2 separate regions of the Mus musculus genome follow, and region 2 is linked to region 1. Evidence: chromatin contacts called from public Hi-C data. All regions are on one chromosome and are shown on one strand. The core of a region is the stretch at or near the end of the contact, and the rest is flanking DNA. Distances in the headings are between cores, read along the strand shown.

Region 1 (5,121 bases), core at 1,352-3,851:
TCTTCTCACAATTTTCCAAAACCCTCTCTAGTATGTGAAAGGAGATAGAAGCATCATCCACTTCCTTGAAAAAAAAAACCGCTTTCCATGTTACCCTAGAAGAATTTCACATGTTTTGAATTTTTTAAGTTGAAAAAAGAAGTCTTTACACATAAGTGCTTTCTTTTACGCTAATGGCTCTCTTGATGATAAAATAAAGATCAATGTAACTCTAAGCTCCAGGCTAACGAACTGCAGGGGACAGAAACAAGCAACTTGGCAGAGCTCTGCTTAAAGGCTACTAGTAAAATATACCAGCTCCCCCCCTCCCCCACCCCTTTAAGGTTTCAATTAAGATGGGGCCTAGTTTTACTCATAGAAAGCCACAGAAAGAGAAAGCACAACTCCTGTTACAAAGTCTCTTCAGCGAAGGCAACTCCAGAAAGGAGACAAAAACCATCCCCTTCCTTTACCACTCAAAAGATGGCAATTCAATGTTCCGATCACAAAAGATGGTGTGAAATGAATGTTTAACGTCATTATGTCTCTTTAACACAACATAAAAATGGGATTTGTTTTCCTGATTGCAACTCTTTCTGTTGTCTCTACTGGATTAGTTACGCATAAACTTGTTTAACAAGGCATATACACTTTCAAAATTAACTTAAGTGTTTCAATTGGTGAAAAAGGCACTTTTAAAGCCCTCCAGAATTCCTCAGCACAAGCACAAGAGTAAAGATCACATTACATACAGAGATTATCACAGCCCCCCAAAGATACCCAATCTGCATGTTAGCAGACACGCAGGCCAGTCTACTAGCCAGTATGAACTGGGGAAATGAACCCAGTCACAAAACCAAAAAAGAACAAATTAAGAGTTAATGCCTGGCTAAAAGGAGGCCGAGAAGGAAGTAACTTCACTATGTAAGGAATTACAAAACATCAAAGGTTAGATAATGGACAACAGGTGTCTTTGGAGAGAAAAGAACCACAATGCATTGCTCCTATTTTAGGATTTCCATTCTCAAAGCTGTATAACAACAATGATTTTTTTTTCCCCTCAAGAAAGTCAAGACCAAAATTGTGCCTTTACTATTTAACAACTGTAAGAGCCTGATGCTCTTCTGTTTACTTTTTAACTTTACTTTAAAAAAAAAATCCATCTAATCCCAATCTTGTGTGGGCAGATTAAAATATGGCTTAGTGCCAGATGGTTTGCTGATCAGTGAACATTAACTAACTAGAGATTTATTATCACGAAATGGAAAAAGAAAAGCATCCGACTATACACGCTACTACCACATAAACTAGTCAAATATACAAATCAAACCCAGTCGCTGGTATCACATAACCGCAGTATCAGCAAAAACAGAATCGTTTCTCTCACCGTAACACTGAAATCTCTACAGTAACTGGATTCCAGTGGCCTCAAAGAATAGCCATTCCAGACACAGGTACTGGTTACCCTGGAGTTCTGTTCCTCAAGTCAGTCACAACATTTAGCACCTGTACTCTGGTTAAATGGAACACTGAGAAAACACTTCAGCCAACAGGATACCCTATCCCTTTCTCTCCATTCCACAAAGACAGCATATTCCAAAAATGGAGAATCCTTTCTTTTCCGATTGAGGCCCCCTCTTATGGGTTCATTGGGCAGGATTACTTCTCTCCAGCACGCATGGAGAGCATACTTCTGCTTTCACTCTTAAAGAGGGTCCCCCAACACAGATGCGCCTCTTCCTTCCCTGTATTGAGTAGATGATAATGCTCTCCACCACTGCAAAACGTTCAGGGAAGTGGAGGGAAGCTGTCAGTTACTGAGGGCTACTTAATAAATCTTCAAATATAAAGACTGAAAGGGGTGACTCCAATCCAGAAGTGGGACTGGGGATTCCTACTCCCTCCGGAAAGGCTGCCCCAATCTTGCCTATCATTCCGTTTAAGTGGAGAGATGTACTCTGAGGGAGAGTCTGTATTTGATGAAGGGGTGCCCTGACTTTAACGGGGTGGGGGGGTCAGAAGAAGGTGCTAAGTGTACCGGGAGGGACGTAGCAGCGGCTGGAGGGTCGTTGAGGGGAAGGAGGGCCCCCGCACTGAAGGGGGCTCTGGGAAGAAGGGAGGGTCTGGAGGCGAGGGCTGCATGGGGGGAGGGGCCGCCCGTCCCGGAGGCGGCGGCGGGGCTGCAGCCTCGCGGGGACCATGTGCCGGGAGCGGCGGCCACCCGCAGGGGCAGCCCGGGGAGCAGGGCCCGCGGCGCGCGCGCGCGCAGGAAGCCGGGGTCCCGGGTTACGTACGAGGGGCGCGAGCCCGCGGCCGGACTCACCGAGGCTGCCGGCGAAACCGTCCATCTTGCGGGGACCGCGCCGGGCTCGGGGCTCAGCGGGGCGGGCGCTTCATTCAGCGCCCCGACCGTGCGGCGGCCGCGGGACCTGACCCGCCGGTTCTCAGCGTCGCCCGGCGCGGCTTCCGACTCCCGCCGCCGCCGTCCGCCGGTCAGCCCGTCAGCCCCGAGGGTCAGTCGGTCAATCAGGTTGAGAGCCGCGCCGCCCGCCGCCTGCCCGGCCTCTCTCCCTCTCTCTCTCTCTCTCCTAAGCCGCAGCCGTGAGCGCCGCGCCGCGCCGCGCCGCGCCCCGCCCCCGCGCCCGCGCGCAGCCACGGCTCCGCCCCCGCGCACGCCGTCACGCTTCCGATCCCGCCCCACGTGACGGAACGGGGCGGGGCTTCCCGCGACACGCCCCTCCCTCTCTGCCCTGCCTCCGCAGCCGCAGAGAACTCTTGAGAGTTAGGAGGCTATTGGCTGCTCTTGTGTTCCTGGCCCGGTTTCGCCACCAGGATTCTCCAGCCCGAAACTGGGTCTGAGTGGACGGGGCTCGTGGGTGTCCTGCTGCTAGAAAGCTGACCTGCACTGTGGGATTCTTTCCCTCTGGGAAGCCCGCGGAGCACAGTTCTAGAGTTCTTTTGAAGGGAGGTAACGAGGAGGCTAACGAGTGAGAGGAAAGATTCCCCTTCTTGGGGTTCCCCTCTCCTCTAGTCAGTGAGAATTCTAGGTAGAGACAAGACTTTTTGACCAGCCTGAGGCCATGTCTGCCACAACCGCAGGTTCTAGGACAGAGCACAAGCAAACAATGTTAATGCTGGATGAAAAGAGTTCGTCTTACCCAAGTCTTATGAGGAAAGTGCACGTAAAAGACTGGCTTGGCTTACTCTCCTTTTGTTCTTCCCATCAGGGCACAAAGCCACCGGATAGCCTATCAGGAAACTATAGCACAGACTATTAGTTTTTAAATAAACCTTAGTTCTAGGCTCAAATCTATGAAGTCACCTAACTAAATTTAGGCCTTGCTTTAATTTATTTGCAAATTCAAGTGCTAGACTGTACCTGAGGCTGACCTCTGGCACACGCATGCACAAGCACAACCAAAACTCATCCCATCTTCTTCAACCCTCTAATCTTTTATTATTATTATTTTATTTTTTAAAGATTTTTTTTAAATTTATATGGGTACACTGTCACCCGGTTACAGATGGTTGTGAGTCACCATGTGGTTGCGGGGAATTGAACTCAGGACCTCTGGAAGAGCAGTCAGGGCTCTTAACCGCTGAGCTATATCTCTCCAGCTCTCAACCCTCTGATTTTATCCTCTTTCCTTACAAAGACATTTGAATAGTTTAGGTCCCTTCTAGGTCGATGTGCAGATTAGAGTAACAAAAAACTGTAAGGTGTCTCAGAGACTAAATTAGATATACCTTTTAAAGTAGCTGGGTTAGGAAAAAAATAAGAATGTCTGTTAATAGAGTTGTAGGTTACAAGGAACAAATTGAAGTAAGGAGAGAAGAAATGGGGAACAACAACTGCCATGAAAAGAATTGACAGAATTAAATGGTTGAAAGGATTGTTAAACATCCTTGAAGGATACCTCTCCCCTTTGATGCCTTTTTAAACTTCTTTCCTAAGGGCCTGGGAGTGTACCTCGGTGACCAATTGTGCTTAGTAAATAGGAGGCACTGGGTTTGATCCCCAGCTCTGGAAACAGCCAACAAACAAAATCTAACTTAAAAACTTAAGGAAACATCACAGCAAACCTAGGAGGTCAGTGTTGTAAACAGGACACAGCAAGGCTGAGAGATGACAGTCAGTAATGTGCTTCCCACAGAAGCAGGGAAAGTGTACTGATGTACACTTACAATCCCAGATCTGGGAAGGCAGAGACAAACTGAACGCCAGGGCATCCTGGCCAGCCAGCCTCCACAGAGAGGTCCTATCTCATAAACAGCTCATGAGGAACTGTACCTGAGGCTGACCTCTGGCACACGCATGCACAAGCACAACAAATGAAAACCTGACATTGGCTTTTTAAAAAATGTTTAACTAAAAGAAGAGAATAGTAAGTCAGGTTTTCTTCTAGCATGGTGAACCAATTTTTAAGTTTTCAATAATTGAAGTAGAACTTGATTTCCTACTTATAGTAAAGCCATATATATAGTATATATATGTATATATTATATATGTATATATCACATATAGGTATACATACGTATATATTACATATATGTATATATGTGTGTATATGTATATATTACATATGTGTATATATTATATGTATATATGCGTGTATATTATATATGTATATATTACATATATGTATATATTACATATATGCTATACATTATATATAATTGCTAGAGGCATTCTGATTAATTTCATATGATTCACATTTTAAAAAGAAAAACACAAGTATTATACATTTAAAATTCTACAGCACTGCGTTACTGAGTATGTTCTTGACAGGAGACAAATGTCTATTTTGGCTTGCCATCAATGAAGGCCAAATTCTCTACTTACAATGTACTTATCTGATGACTGCAAGGACCTTCCCCTTTGGCTTTGTGTGTTGCAACCCTTGCTCCTCCCACACTCCTCACATACTGCCAGGGCCAGCTGTATGTCCATATGGTGTTCTAACCTCTAGCCCTGAAATTCTATGCTGGGACGCCAGGCAAGTCAGTGAGCTGAGCCACAGGAGCACTCCCGAAATCTATCGCTAAACAAAAGTAGCTGGCACTGATTCAATGCAAATGGCCGTGGTCTGGGTGGAATATTTCACTAAGCCTAACATCAAATGTATCCCCAACTCTTTGAAA
Region 2 (5,121 bases), core at 1,561-4,060, 1.1 Mb before region 1:
GTTTGTGTGCTAAAGTTAATCCGTCAGCTTTTTTTCTCTTACCAGCAAAGTGGTGGCAGTAATGACTCTCATAACTGCTGACCATCCAGCTGTGAACAGGTCAAGTTTCTTGTACAGATCTGTGAGGAGCGGGTGTGGCAGCAGTCCCAAAGGCGCCAGGGACTGCAGCTAAGTCATATGACTTGCACCTGACTTCCTCATATAAGCCAGAAACATCTTGAGAGCTGCGCAGGTGTACCAGGATACCGGTGAATCCATTTTGATGGAGATATGCCCTTGCTGCCCTGATTAGCTGAAGCTGTGTGCCTAGTGAGGTGGCGTGGCCTGTTGTGCGTGGATGGGAACTGAGAGTATAAAAGAGTGAGAGGCCCAGGGTTCGGGAGAGATATAAACAAGGGAGATATAGAGAAAGAAGAAACAGGACTGAATAAACGTGTGCAGAAGGATCCTGTTGCCGTGTCGTTCTTGCTGGCGAGTTGGGGGCGCGCGCAAGATAGATCTGCCACCAAATCTTTTCCAGGCTGCCCGGGTCTGCATGAAAATCCCCTTGACAGTGCCTCTGGCATCGTTCATGCACAAGGCTTAGTAATGTCTAGGAGGGCCAGGGCTGGGCAGACATCAGGGCCTTTCATGGCTTTGAAGGCCCTCTGTTCGGTCTCAGTCCATTCTAAGGACTGGGCTGTCCGTGAGCTGGCATAGAGGGGCTTGACTGTCTCAGCAAATCTCATTATCCATGGCCAGCAGTATCCAACCACCCTCAGGAATTCCCATACTTATTTTTGACCAGGGAGTAGGGATTTTCTTCAACTGCTGATTCTGTCTGCTGTTTGAGATTTCTTTTCTGCTACTGTTGCATTCCAGATTTTTCCTGCATTTTAATTCTTTAGCTGGCTGAAAAAAATTAACCTAACCCAAACCTCTAGACTGTATCATTTCAGGACCCCCAGACTATCAGTAGTTTGTTACTATTAGGAAAACCCCAGGCAGCCCTAAAAAGCAGGCCCACTGACTTGGTCCAAAATGACAGTCTTGGCTCAGCTCATGCTGCCCTATAGAATTGCTGACATTTTCAGCGTTCCTCAGAAATTTGAGGAATGGTTTCTGTCTGTCAGGAAGAGCCTTTCTCCTATTTTCCCTGCTTCTGGCAAAGAAGACATCTTCCTCCTTGTTGACATGCACCTCTGGTGCACACCAGAGCCAATGCTAGCCTCCAAACTCTTCTGGTCCTTTTCCACAGGTCCTGGTTAGGCATCTCAGAGCACAGATTAGTATCCTGGCCTTTTCCACTTCCTCCTCTAATTTAACAGTAGCCAGGCTTCCCTGATAATAACCTACTAATAACCTACACAATTCTTGCCACATCCGTCCTGCTTCCCTATCCCCGGCTATGTCCAGTCCCCTGCCCTGCTCCCACCCCTCTGCTCTGGACTCCTCCAGAGCAAATGTCCATATATATCAGCACAAATGCAGCACAGTAGAGAACGGCATATTAACAGTGAGTCAAAGAATTGTCACCACTCAGTTTTAGGTGAGTGACCTGAAAGCAATGCCAAAAGATGTGAATCGGTGGATAACAGACACAAAATCAACCAAGCTATTGTTTAGTGATACTGTAAGACCCCTGAAGCTTGGCCTCCGCTCAAGTCCCAGGATAAGTTGGCCAGCACCCCAAAGACGGGAGAGAAAATCACACTGATGCAAACTGCAAGAGGTTTTATTATCAGCTAGCTGAGGACAAACTCCTTCCGCCATGCAGGTCAGGGGAGTTTGACCCGACCCCGATGACCCCAGTGACAGTAGGGGGCTTTTAATAGCTAGCTGAGGAGTTGGGAAGAGTTGGGCGGAGTGTCCTTGGTGAAATTTACAAGGCAGAAGGAGTGGGGAGTGAGTTCTTTCTGAATTTTTATCTTCCCCTAACCCTAACCCTGAGTCCTTGGCACAGGAAGCCAGGCAAGTGCTGGCTGGGTCTTTTACAATTATCGCATCTCTGGTTGTAAAGTATAGAAACAAAAAGGCTTTTTGCTGGCTATAGAGAACAAAGAGCTTCTTTCTAGCTGTATTTTTATAGGTCAGGGAAAACAAGCTTGGGGAAATGTTTTAGGGGCTTTACCTTTCAAGGAGAAACGCTTTAAGTCAGGGTCTCACAATACACGTGGCAAAACCACAAAGAAATACAAAGTTTGATAGAAAAGCCATCCACCTGATGAACCTAATTTTCATTGTTTTTCCCAACTATGTATCTCAGAGCCCAGGCCAGCATCCCGGCCTTTTCAGCATCTTGTCCGTTCTGTGATCTTGTCCCTTGTCCCAGCTCCTTACTAAGGTGATATAGGTCTCTAATTTTTACTCAGTTTTAAAGGACTGGACTGCAAGATAGTCTGTGAGTTGTGTAAAAGATGCAGCCTTTAAGGCAGCGTTTAAGGCTCGGACAGTGGAGTTCAAGTCGTTGCTCTTGGCTTCAGTTCCCGTCCCTGGCACAACCGTCCCCGAGTGTAGATTTTGCCTGTCTCTGCGCTGGGCACAGTGAATGTAGAAAGTCTGGGTTGGAACAGAAATGTCGGCCTGACACCTAGAGGTGTGGAGGCTGCTGCTCTGCCAGCCAGAAGGAGGTGAGGGGCATGCAATTCCCAGCAGTCACCATCATAGGCTCGCTTATCAAGAACTGTTTAGTCGCGGGCTCTCTAAATCCCCTCGCAAACGCCCTCTTTGATGACGTCACAACCCACCCTCACTTCTGATTGGAGGAGCGGCACTCGGCCGCTCTCGCGATATTTCCGTGCCAGCTTCCAGCCCTGCCTCCCTTCGCCGGGGACCGGTTTTTGGATCGCGCACCACGTTACAAGCCGCAGGGACGCGGTAGACTTGACGGGCTTCCGGGTCTCGTCCAGAGGTGGCGACGCTTTGCAGACGTCCTCGGGCACGAGGTTTGGCTCGCGGGCGCGCTGCCTGCCAGGCACGCGGGCGCGGGGGACCGACTTCGCCACAGCGCGGCCGGGGCAGCTTGCAGGCCACCCCGAGGGTGCCAGCCGTGGCTTCCGGGCGCTGAGGTCTCCATGGAGACAGACAGCCCTTGAACCACGTTTTCATCCGTCCTTCTGTCAGTCTTTGGACTCCACGTGGGAGGCGGTCGGGAAGGTGTAGATGTAGATGGGCGGGAAGCAGCAAGTGGCACCTATGGGCAGATGCCCATCAGGCTGAACCGGGATTTTCGGCTCTGGGCCGGCCCAGTTCACCCGGACACACGTTTACCCTTAGAACGCGCAGAATCACCGAGTCTATCTCTGTGTAGTCCCTAGGACTCCGGGATCAAATACTGCTGCAAACTTGCCATTTCAAATCACAAGTGTCCCCTCAGTTTCCTTCCTCAGTACTTTCTCAGTACTTTGCACGCTGGCTGCTCGTTTGGGAAATTATTTCCCTAAACTTAACCCAGAACTTCAAGGCCTTTCCTTGTTGTCTCTCTGTCTGGCTGTGTTCATTAACTTTTTTGCTTGACTGCTCATTTGCCGTTGCTGTAGTGACTTGCCGTCCAAATGGACTATAAATGCTTCAGTTTCTGGAGCGGTATGCCACTTAGCTGTAGCATGTCCTTTTAGGTACCAGGTAGCCCACCTTCCTTCTAAAAGTATATATGTCCCTCCTATAATATCTCTAGCAATTGTTAATTAAGAATTCCTTGATTTAGTTCATGAAATTTTAATAAAGCATTTACTACATGCATGAACGACTAAGGAGTTAAGAACGGGAACACTGAACACAACTATTCAGTTCATTGCAACCTTTATGGAGCTTAGTGCTAGGAAAAACAGGCAATAGACAGGTGTGCCAGTTAGTGTAATCTTAGGTAGTAATACATGCTGTGAAAGAAATCTGAAATGAATGGCAGAGGAAGCTGGGGCCAGATTGTTTTCAGGCCATACACCCAAATTTGGATGTAACTAATGCATTTTATTTAGTGCAAGGGAAAACCTTTGGGAAGTTTATAAGCAAGTGCATGGTTAGATTGCTTTGATTCTTCAGAGACAAGTAGGGACAACAAGGAAGCTATGTCAGGAGTTTAAGTGACGCATGCTGAGTCGTTTTCTGCCTGGGAGGGTCTGCAGGTAGACCATTCCTCAGTGGCCACGGAGGTCTGCCTTTGACTTAAGCTGGAATCTGTATCCTCAAAGCTTTCGTAGAATGTCTAATTATTAAATGGGACAAAAGAAATCTCTCCTTCAAAGCAGCACCTCATTTAAGGACAACATAATGAAACCCCCCATTTTCAAGGTAGTAAAAAAACCTTAAACAAAAAGCCCACAGATTTTGTTTGGCAAACCAGATCTCCTCAGCTCAGAAATTGTCACTCACTAGTGGCTTTGTTGGGAGATATCTATTGGTCATCTTAATTTGTTGGTAGTAAGATAATCCTGGCATCTCATGGGGTGCAGGCTGGGGAGGCTCTAAGCACCCTACGGTGCACAGCCCACCATCCTCAGTAAGAGACACGTGGCCTCAAATGTCACTGTTGTTGCAGGAGAAACTCTCCACTGGACCACTGCCTCAAGTTCTTCCTTCTTGCAGAGCGCTGTTCATCCTGTGTAAGATGGGTGTGAAGAAGAAAAGAGAAATGCAGGTTGCTGCGCTGACTGTCTGTCATCAGGACATGGAAACTTTGAGATGTATGTGATTTTGACAGTTCATTTGTCCAGTGAACAGATTTGTAAACAGAGTGTGTGAATCGCTGGAACCTGGCCTCCCTTACTGAGGGACTGGGACTTGGGACATGTGAGAGAAAATAAGTAAACCCTGTCCTTCTCAGTCTTCTTCTGGTCTGGTGTTTCACAGCAGTGCAGTGCAGACTAGGACAGTAAGTTTGTGTGTGGGCACACGGTGTTTCACAGCAGTGCAATGCAGACTAGGGCAGTAAGTGTGTGTGTGGGCACGTGGTGTTTCACAGCAGTGCAGTGCAGACTAGAGCAGTAAGTGTGTGTGTGGGCACACGGTGTTTCACAGCAGTGCAGTGCAGACTAGGACAGTAAGTGTGTGTGCACGTGGTGTTTCACAGCAGTGCAGTGCAGACTAGGACAGTAAGTGTGTGTGTGGGCACGCGGTGTTTCACAGCAGTGCAGTGCAGACTAG

What was found. A called contact is a pair of places that touch in the nucleus more often than the background predicts.
Region 2: a contact with region 1 is called in a Hi-C map of cardiomyocytes, with 6 times the contacts expected there. The contact joins the promoter of Thada here to the promoter of Eml4 in region 1. A contact is called at or near these places in 1 of 39 promoter capture datasets (pre-B cells), 1 of 484 Hi-C or Micro-C datasets (cardiomyocytes) and 1 of 115 datasets of contacts at active chromatin or transcription factors (large pre-B cells).

Annotation. Positions count from the first base shown.
Region 1 is chr17:83,348,421-83,353,541 of GRCm38.p6, reverse strand. It overlaps Eml4 (echinoderm microtubule associated protein like 4), which reads right to left and starts at 2,601. Exons shown (of 23, transcript NM_001379374.1): 1 at 2,303-2,601. The coding sequence starts at 2,327.
Region 2 is chr17:84,463,897-84,469,017 of GRCm38.p6, reverse strand. Thada (thyroid adenoma associated) reads left to right here and starts at 2,810. Exons shown (of 38, transcript NM_183021.3): 1 at 2,810-2,924; 2 at 4,517-4,661. The coding sequence starts at 4,586.